Linked DNA regions of Gossypium hirsutum: region 2 is linked to region 1. A link is a contact called in public Hi-C data. All regions are on one chromosome and are shown on one strand. The core of a region is the stretch at or near the end of the contact, and the rest is flanking DNA. Distances in the headings are between cores, read along the strand shown. Region 1 holds the start of LOC107953353 (serine/threonine-protein kinase 16). Region 2 has its middle 9.9 kb from the start of LOC107953352.

The links. Hi-C and Micro-C count contacts between places; a contact is called where the count stands out from the background.
Region 2: a Hi-C map of leaf shows a contact between it and region 1, with 2.6 times the contacts expected there. The contact joins the enhancer-like site here to the promoter of LOC107953353 in region 1. A contact is called at or near these places in 5 of 34 Hi-C or Micro-C datasets (all in leaf).

What each region holds. Positions count from the first base shown.
Region 1 is chrD07:7,025,032-7,028,627 of Gossypium_hirsutum_v2.1, reverse strand. LOC107953353 (serine/threonine-protein kinase 16) reads right to left here and starts at 2,061. Exons shown (of 6, transcript XM_016888641.2): 1 at 387-2,061. The coding sequence starts at 600. LOC107953355 (agmatine deiminase) reads right to left here. Exons shown (of 10, transcript XM_016888644.2): 10 at 2,952-3,303. The coding sequence ends at 3,220.
Region 2 is chrD07:7,069,636-7,073,383 of Gossypium_hirsutum_v2.1, reverse strand. No RefSeq gene overlaps it. Among protein-coding and RNA genes, the nearest start is that of LOC107953352, 9.9 kb to the right of the region's middle. Within about 2 kb of position 1,938, at least 1 of the 9 cell types and tissues checked has an H3K27ac peak or open chromatin away from gene starts, as enhancers often do. A contact at or near this core is called in leaf, where this site is marked.

The DNA of each region.
Region 1 (3,596 bases), core at 812-3,311:
TGTGGCAAAGAAGAAAAAAGAGCACACTTTTAGAGATCCAAGTCTACATAATAAGCCGAAACAAAATAACCCCACACAATTTACCATAAATCTTCATATGAAATACCAAAGCTAGCTTCAATTTTTCTTAGGCAAGAGCATTCAGTAGCAGTAAGTTCACAAAAACTCGATTAATTTACAACAAAAAGAATTACATAAAACCCTCCAAACAAAAGTCAAAAACAGAATCATTTAAGACCAAGAAGCAAAGGACCAAATTAAAAAAAAAAACCCCAAGATTTAGAAAGAACCAGATCATTGAAAAATCATTGAAATACAGAAAAACCCAAATCATAAAATCCTCAAAAAAAAGATTAAAAAGATGAAATTTTAAAAGGGGGACGAACCAGAAAGATGAGAAGGGTCCTTGACTTTTTTGGCTAAGCCAACAGATGCAGCTGAAGAGGCGTCGGATATGACTTCCTTCACCAAATAGACATAAGCGAACCCACCTTCACCCAACTGCCTCACGATCCTGAACCTGTTGTCATTGATCCAAACGTCCCCTCCACCATTTACGGCGTCGTATAAAGCATTCAACCCTGAAAATGAACACCCCATTGTTCTTTTCTTTTCTTTCTTCAACTAAAAAAGAAAAAAAAAATTCCTTTTAGATCTTCAAGCTATCATTTTGCTATTAGAGTTTAGTCAGGTTTTGAAGCATTAAGAAGCTTCTTGTGGAGACTCTGATTTTTCATTAATTTTGTACTGGATCTGGGTTGAGTTTGACACTCCAAATTTTCATTCTTCCACTCCGCCTATTTGGAAATTACATTTTAGTCCTTGTACCTTGTGGTGATTTTAGAGTATATCTGATTTAATCCGATCCGTCCATTTGGCTGGCTAAGTAGAGAGACACATAAGATGAAAAAGCTTTTATTTGGCTCTTAGGTTAAATGATGTTATTATTCCTTGTATTTTATGAAAGTTATAGATTTAATTTTTATTTGGTAAATTTTAGTCCTATACTTTTTAAATTTTGTTTGGTTGAATTCAATTATTAGTTTTGTATCATGTGTATAGTTGTAGATTTAGTTCATTGTCTCTAATTGCATCATTCTTAAGTCATTATATTTTCTATATTTTGAAATCTCTGACAATCAATAGTATATTAATTAGATTTTTAGTAAGTAATATAAAAATAATAAGCTGACACGATATTATATTGACGCATCAGATTTTGGAAATAACAAAATTTTATTTGATAAGTTTAACAATTAATATTTAGTAAAGACTAAAATTTAAAAAGGTATAATAACTAATAAAAGTATAAGGATTAAATTCATAACAATAACAAATTTTAACCCAACCTGGTTATATACATGGTATTTAAAGATTTGGGTTTAAGGTCATACCATTGAAAGGTAAGACGTGTCACATACCAATACGATATAGCATATAAAATTGTATTTGTGGATTAAAGCCCCACCCTCAAACATCTTACCATATAAACTTTCATGTCACATAATTAAATAATATACAAATTGTTCATACCCACGTAAATGCCATGCTATCATACAGGCTTCATTCCTAGAACTTAAAATTGCATATAATTATAGCAAGTTAATACGACTCTAATTCGATGCAGACTTTAACTGTTTGTAGAATAAAGATTCAATACATTAAGCATATCTCTATACTTAATAGTGTTCATATGATTTTTAAATTACCTCGAGTTTAACTTTAAAAACAAATCAATATATAACATGTACATATTAATTATAAAAATTTACAAGAATCTATATAACATACAAATATAGACAAAACATTTTAACATAACTCTTATAATTATTGCAATATATTTTTTCAACTCCGACATATAATATCAGATCGTTACATTAATTACACTATTATCTTATTTAATAACGTTATCCATTTGTACTCTGTTATTATTCTTTATCTTATACCATTATTCTATACTTCTCATACTTTCTTTAAATCTTATGATTTAGCCATCAAATTATTATATAATTGACTTAATGCACACTTTAGGTATTTAAAGTATACACATTTTCCCATTTTAATCCTGAAATATACACATATTATCATTATGAAATTATACTATCCACCACACCATTTGCACAAAGTGTATGCCCATATGTTGTACACATTGTTTTTTATTTTTATTAGCATTTCAATCATATTCCATCTCTATTCTCACCAAGTTTATTAGTACATTTATCAACGTTTCTCTTTCAATTCATTCATCATACATACATACAAAGTCCCAACATACTTTGATACATGCATTTCAATCAATATGGAACAACCTTTAATAAATCAAGTCATTACTAGTGCTCATGTACAAATATTCAATCAATATGTTTATTAGCTCAAGATTGATTACTCTCCTCTATTTTCACTTCAATTCATAACAACACAATTATACTTTTACTAACAAATTCATTCATTAATTTCAAATCAACATATTCTTTTCTTTATTCAAATTACTCATTACACTTGCATATATAATATCATCATACTATAATACATGTCCCTTTCAATCAAACAACCATAATTCTTCCAGTTACTACTAACTCAAAATTGTTCTCTTTCCCTATTGGCTTTCTTGAGTGTTTTTAAAGTATGCTCAATTTCCCAATCAATAGGTAACAAGACCCTATCTCTTCTATGCATTCAATGACAAATACCCTACAAAAGAATTAAAAAACCATAACCAATATCCTGAATACAATTATCAATATCTCAATAGTCTAACAAGACAATCAATTTGCAAGACAAGGTATATTCCAAACAAGACAATCAATTTGCAAGACAAGGTATATTCCAAACAAAACAAAGAAATTTGCCAAATTAACCAATCTTAAGCTAGGTGCTAAGTAATTCTTCCTCCTTTTGAATGATATTGAATTAGCATACGTACAGAAAAGAAAGCCAAATATTTAAGTAAATAATAGAAAAAGGAAATGTTATAAGAGAAAAAGTATATGTCGAACATACGTATAGCATACGAATACAACAAAGATGACAATGTATTAAAACTACTTATCTTTGAAAAGTACCTAAAGGCAACCATAAGTGAAGTCCATTGATAAATTACTATAACTTTGTGTGTGTAAGTCTGTAAGAATGGTGTTTATTGATGCAACCCATATCTTCTGCTGCAGAAACTGAAAGCCAAATTGAACGACTTGAAATTTTGTATTTTTGGTTAAAATATCAGATAGCAGGGTGTTGTTGAGTAATGCAATGTATATTTCCACCTCCCAAAACAATTTCTCGAGCACCCTCAATTCCTACAACCTGAACCAAAACAAAGAGTGGTAAATACAGCCAAAAGAACAATATCAGCTTTAGCCTTTAGCTGTTACTGTAGTAATTCAAGCAAGCCTAGCCTATTTTGTGGAAAACAATGTTACTCGGACTTGAGTGGAAGTGTTAGATTCGAGTATGTTTAGTTTACCTAAGTTTTCCTTATGTATATGGAGGGTCCTTGGAGGATCATATCTTTATACTCTTACCCGAGTATGCATCAAACATAGGTATTTTAAGAAAATAAAGAGTCGAAGCAACATAGGAGGAAAAAACGAGTAGCT
Region 2 (3,748 bases), core at 689-3,188, 45 kb before region 1:
TGAATTGCATTTTATCCCCTCTTCTTAAAAAATTGGCAAATTAGTCCATAAACATTAGATCGAAGAGCAAAGTAGTCATTTTGTAAAATTTTTATCTATTTTTACTGTTAAAAGTTGATCATTATACATCAACATGAGGTGCATGTATCACACCATATAACTATCAGGTTATTCCGTCTTCCATGTCAATTTTTAACAGCACAAATGAATGAATTTTTTAACAAAAAAATGATCAATTTGTTTTTTAATTTAACGTATGGAAACTAATTTACACATTTTTCAGCATAGAGAGTAAAACGCAATCTGATTTCTAATACTAGAGTATCCATGATACTTTTACAGATATTACAATGTGAATGAAAAACGTTATGTAATAAATATATTATAAAAAAATCAATATAAATAATAAATGGAGTTGGTTTAAATACTGTTTTTTTACTAAGGGTTTAAATATTGTTATGTATATTTTTATTTTTCTATAAAAAATATATAAGATGATAAAAATATTTTTAAAATAATACAATTTAATTTGTAAAATAAGGATCTATTCATTATTACTCAACTGAGTTAATGTTCTGTTAATTCAGAAAACTAAACACAGTAAAAATTTTAATATTAATAAAGATATAGAAAATATTATTTTAATTTCATAAAAAAAAAAGTTAATAAAGGATTAATAATTTGAAACGAGGAGAGCAATATTTTATTATGAAGCGGGTGTGCCCTATTGATCACTAGGTCAACTTAGCCGGTTTCTTTAGTCAAAAGAGAGAGAGAAAAAATCCTTAAAGAATAAAAACATTTTCATTTTTATTCTTCTCACTTGCATCGGAAGCTGAATAACAAGGTGCGTGGGACTGGTCGGCCATGCCATGTGCTAAAAAACGTCCTTAGAAATTCCGATATTTAATTTAGCTAATTTATTTAATTATTCTTAAAATTAATATTTAATAAATTTGACTTTGAATATATTATTAAGAAATAATTTTATGTAATTAATGAAATTTTGATATTGTTAACAAAAGTTGAAGCTTGTGCTTTGAAAGTGTAAACGAATGAATAAGTATATATATATCTCTAAGAAATAGTTTAAAAATAATATTTGTTGTTTTATAAAGTATAGATTATAATCAACAAGTGCTGATTACAATAGTAAGATACATTTACTTTAAAAAGAGTATGTGACTTTGAACTATAAAACAGGCATGAGGAATAAAAAAATGTATGCAAATTATCGTAACAATCACTCAACTATTAATATATTTTTTTACTCAACTATAAAAAGTTACAAAATGGTTATTCAACTATTCAATTTTGTCTTTTTTGGTCACCAGCCATCTAACGATAGATTAAAATTGGTATAATAGCAACTTTAACCCTTAACATTTATAAATTATGTCAATTAGTGCCGATTCTAAAATAATTTAACCCTTAACATTGACACATTATGTAAATTCTTTTTTTGTAGTTTTGTTTTTCTTGGTGACATTTAGGGTTGATTTTAAAATAATGAGAAAAGATAAAATTTATTATATTGGATTTTTCATTGTTTTCATTTTTTTTGGGTCTATTTTCAATAAAATTTAGTTGATAAATTTATTTTTAAATTTTTTAGGTGAAAAGACCACAAAGGAAAGCAAAAGTGCCAAAAAAAAAGAGAGACCAAACTACACAATATGTAAAATGTTGAGGGTTGAATTTTTTAGAATGAAGACTAAATTGACACAATGCATAAATATTGAAAGTTAAAGTTATAATTATACTAATTTTAAAAGCTATCACCATTAACTAACCGGTAACGAAAATGATAAAATTAAATAATAGAGTAATTAAAAAACTTAGTCTAAAAAAATAGTCTTACATTGTAGATAATTGGACATAGTGAAATGTAAGGTGGGGACGGTTTTGCAAAACTTTCCACAACTAAGCCGTCCAAAGCTTGAAAAGTGGGAAGGGCCGACCAACGACCCATTTAGCTTCATACACATAAATATTATATTATATTGTTTGTTTCGTGGAATAAACAAGGAAATTTAATTTTTGGGTGTGACCAAACATCCATTTTCCCATCACTATATCTCCCAAGTTGATAGCATAACTCAAACTCAAATATGGCTACTTCTAACTCATGGAAACCCTAATAATCTACTTATTATTATGGCAAAGGTTTTCCAAACATACATTCATACCAAATTATTCTCCTTATTAACAAAATCCGCATCACTGCCACCGCCTCCACCTTTGACGATTATCGACATTGAATCAGCCACCGAACCGATTTCATCCCAAGTCCATGATCCACAGAATTACTTAGCTTGGGAAAAACAAATCGTAGCATTTTGTTTGGGAGCTTCCATTGAAATAGCTATCTTGTTCGCCGAAATTGGTCCTCAACGATTCCCGGTGACGTTCATCCTTGTTTCGGTTGCGATTATGTTGGCATTCACTTGCATATGTGTCGGGAAATGTTATATGAATTCCAAGTTTCATGTGATGGCTCGAAAGTTAGAAGAGTTGGGAGGGTTTTTCATGGTGACGGCTTTTTTTATAGCAATAGCAATTCCATTTCCATTGTGGTTACAATGCTGTACAGGGACTGCTTACGCCATGTTTTTAGTATCCATTTTAGCCTGCAATTTCTTTTAACTCAATCTTAAAGCATGTACAGTAATATTATCAGCTCAATGGTGATTTCTTAAGAAGGAAAAGATTATAACAACTGTATATGCATGCGTCTCAATAAAGCAATAAAAATTATATATATTTCAAATTGATGATAAATTTAATTATTTTTTAACAAATGTTAGATGCATTTGATTGCACTTCTAAAGAGATTTTAAATTCGAATATTAAAGATGACATTGTTAAAAGAGTCCATCACAAACTCTTAAAGGATTAGTTTTCATTAGCCGTAAAATAGACATAAAAATACCTTGATCATAAAAAAAGAACTTAAACCACATAATGATACATAAATTATATCTTTTTTTCTCAAACTGGTCCCTAAATTTTTTTTTCTGGTCACGAGTAGGGGTGTTCAATCGGTTAACCGACCCAAACTAGCATTAACTGAACTTTTAAAACCCTTAATCGTTAACCGAACCAAAATTTTTTCAAAAAAACTTAATTGAACCGAACTTTTTCAATTAATTTGGTCGGTTAACCGATTATTATTTTTTTGTGTTTTGGTTAAAACAAATATAAAACATATAAAAAATTAATTGAATTAATCGAATTTAATATATGTAAAATGTATATAAAAAATATAAATTTTTGATTAATTCAGTTAATTAACCGATTTCGAATAGAATTAATCGTTAACTGAACTTCCAAAAAATTATTAGCCGACTCACGACTGAATTAATTCGGTTAACAGACTGATTAACCGAATTAATTCGGTTCGGTTGGTTAAATCGGTTTTACTCGAAATTTGCACACATGAGTGATATCTAAACTATACTTTGTTACCAAAGTGAAACCTAAATTATACTCCATTACCCAAATCATCCTAGCCATTAAAAAATCTTTTACTCAATCATTTTGGCATCTGACAATTTTTAACTAAAAAAAATCCAGAAAACTGTTAAATATTATTTGCTTATGTTTCTTTTAAAAAGAACTTATAAATTCATCTCTTTTATTCTTTAGCCAAAACTTTAATGACGGAAAATTCAAGAATTTATTAAAAAACTCATTCAAACTCAGATTTTGGCAAGCTTCTTTTTTGTTTTTTAAAACTTTGATTTCG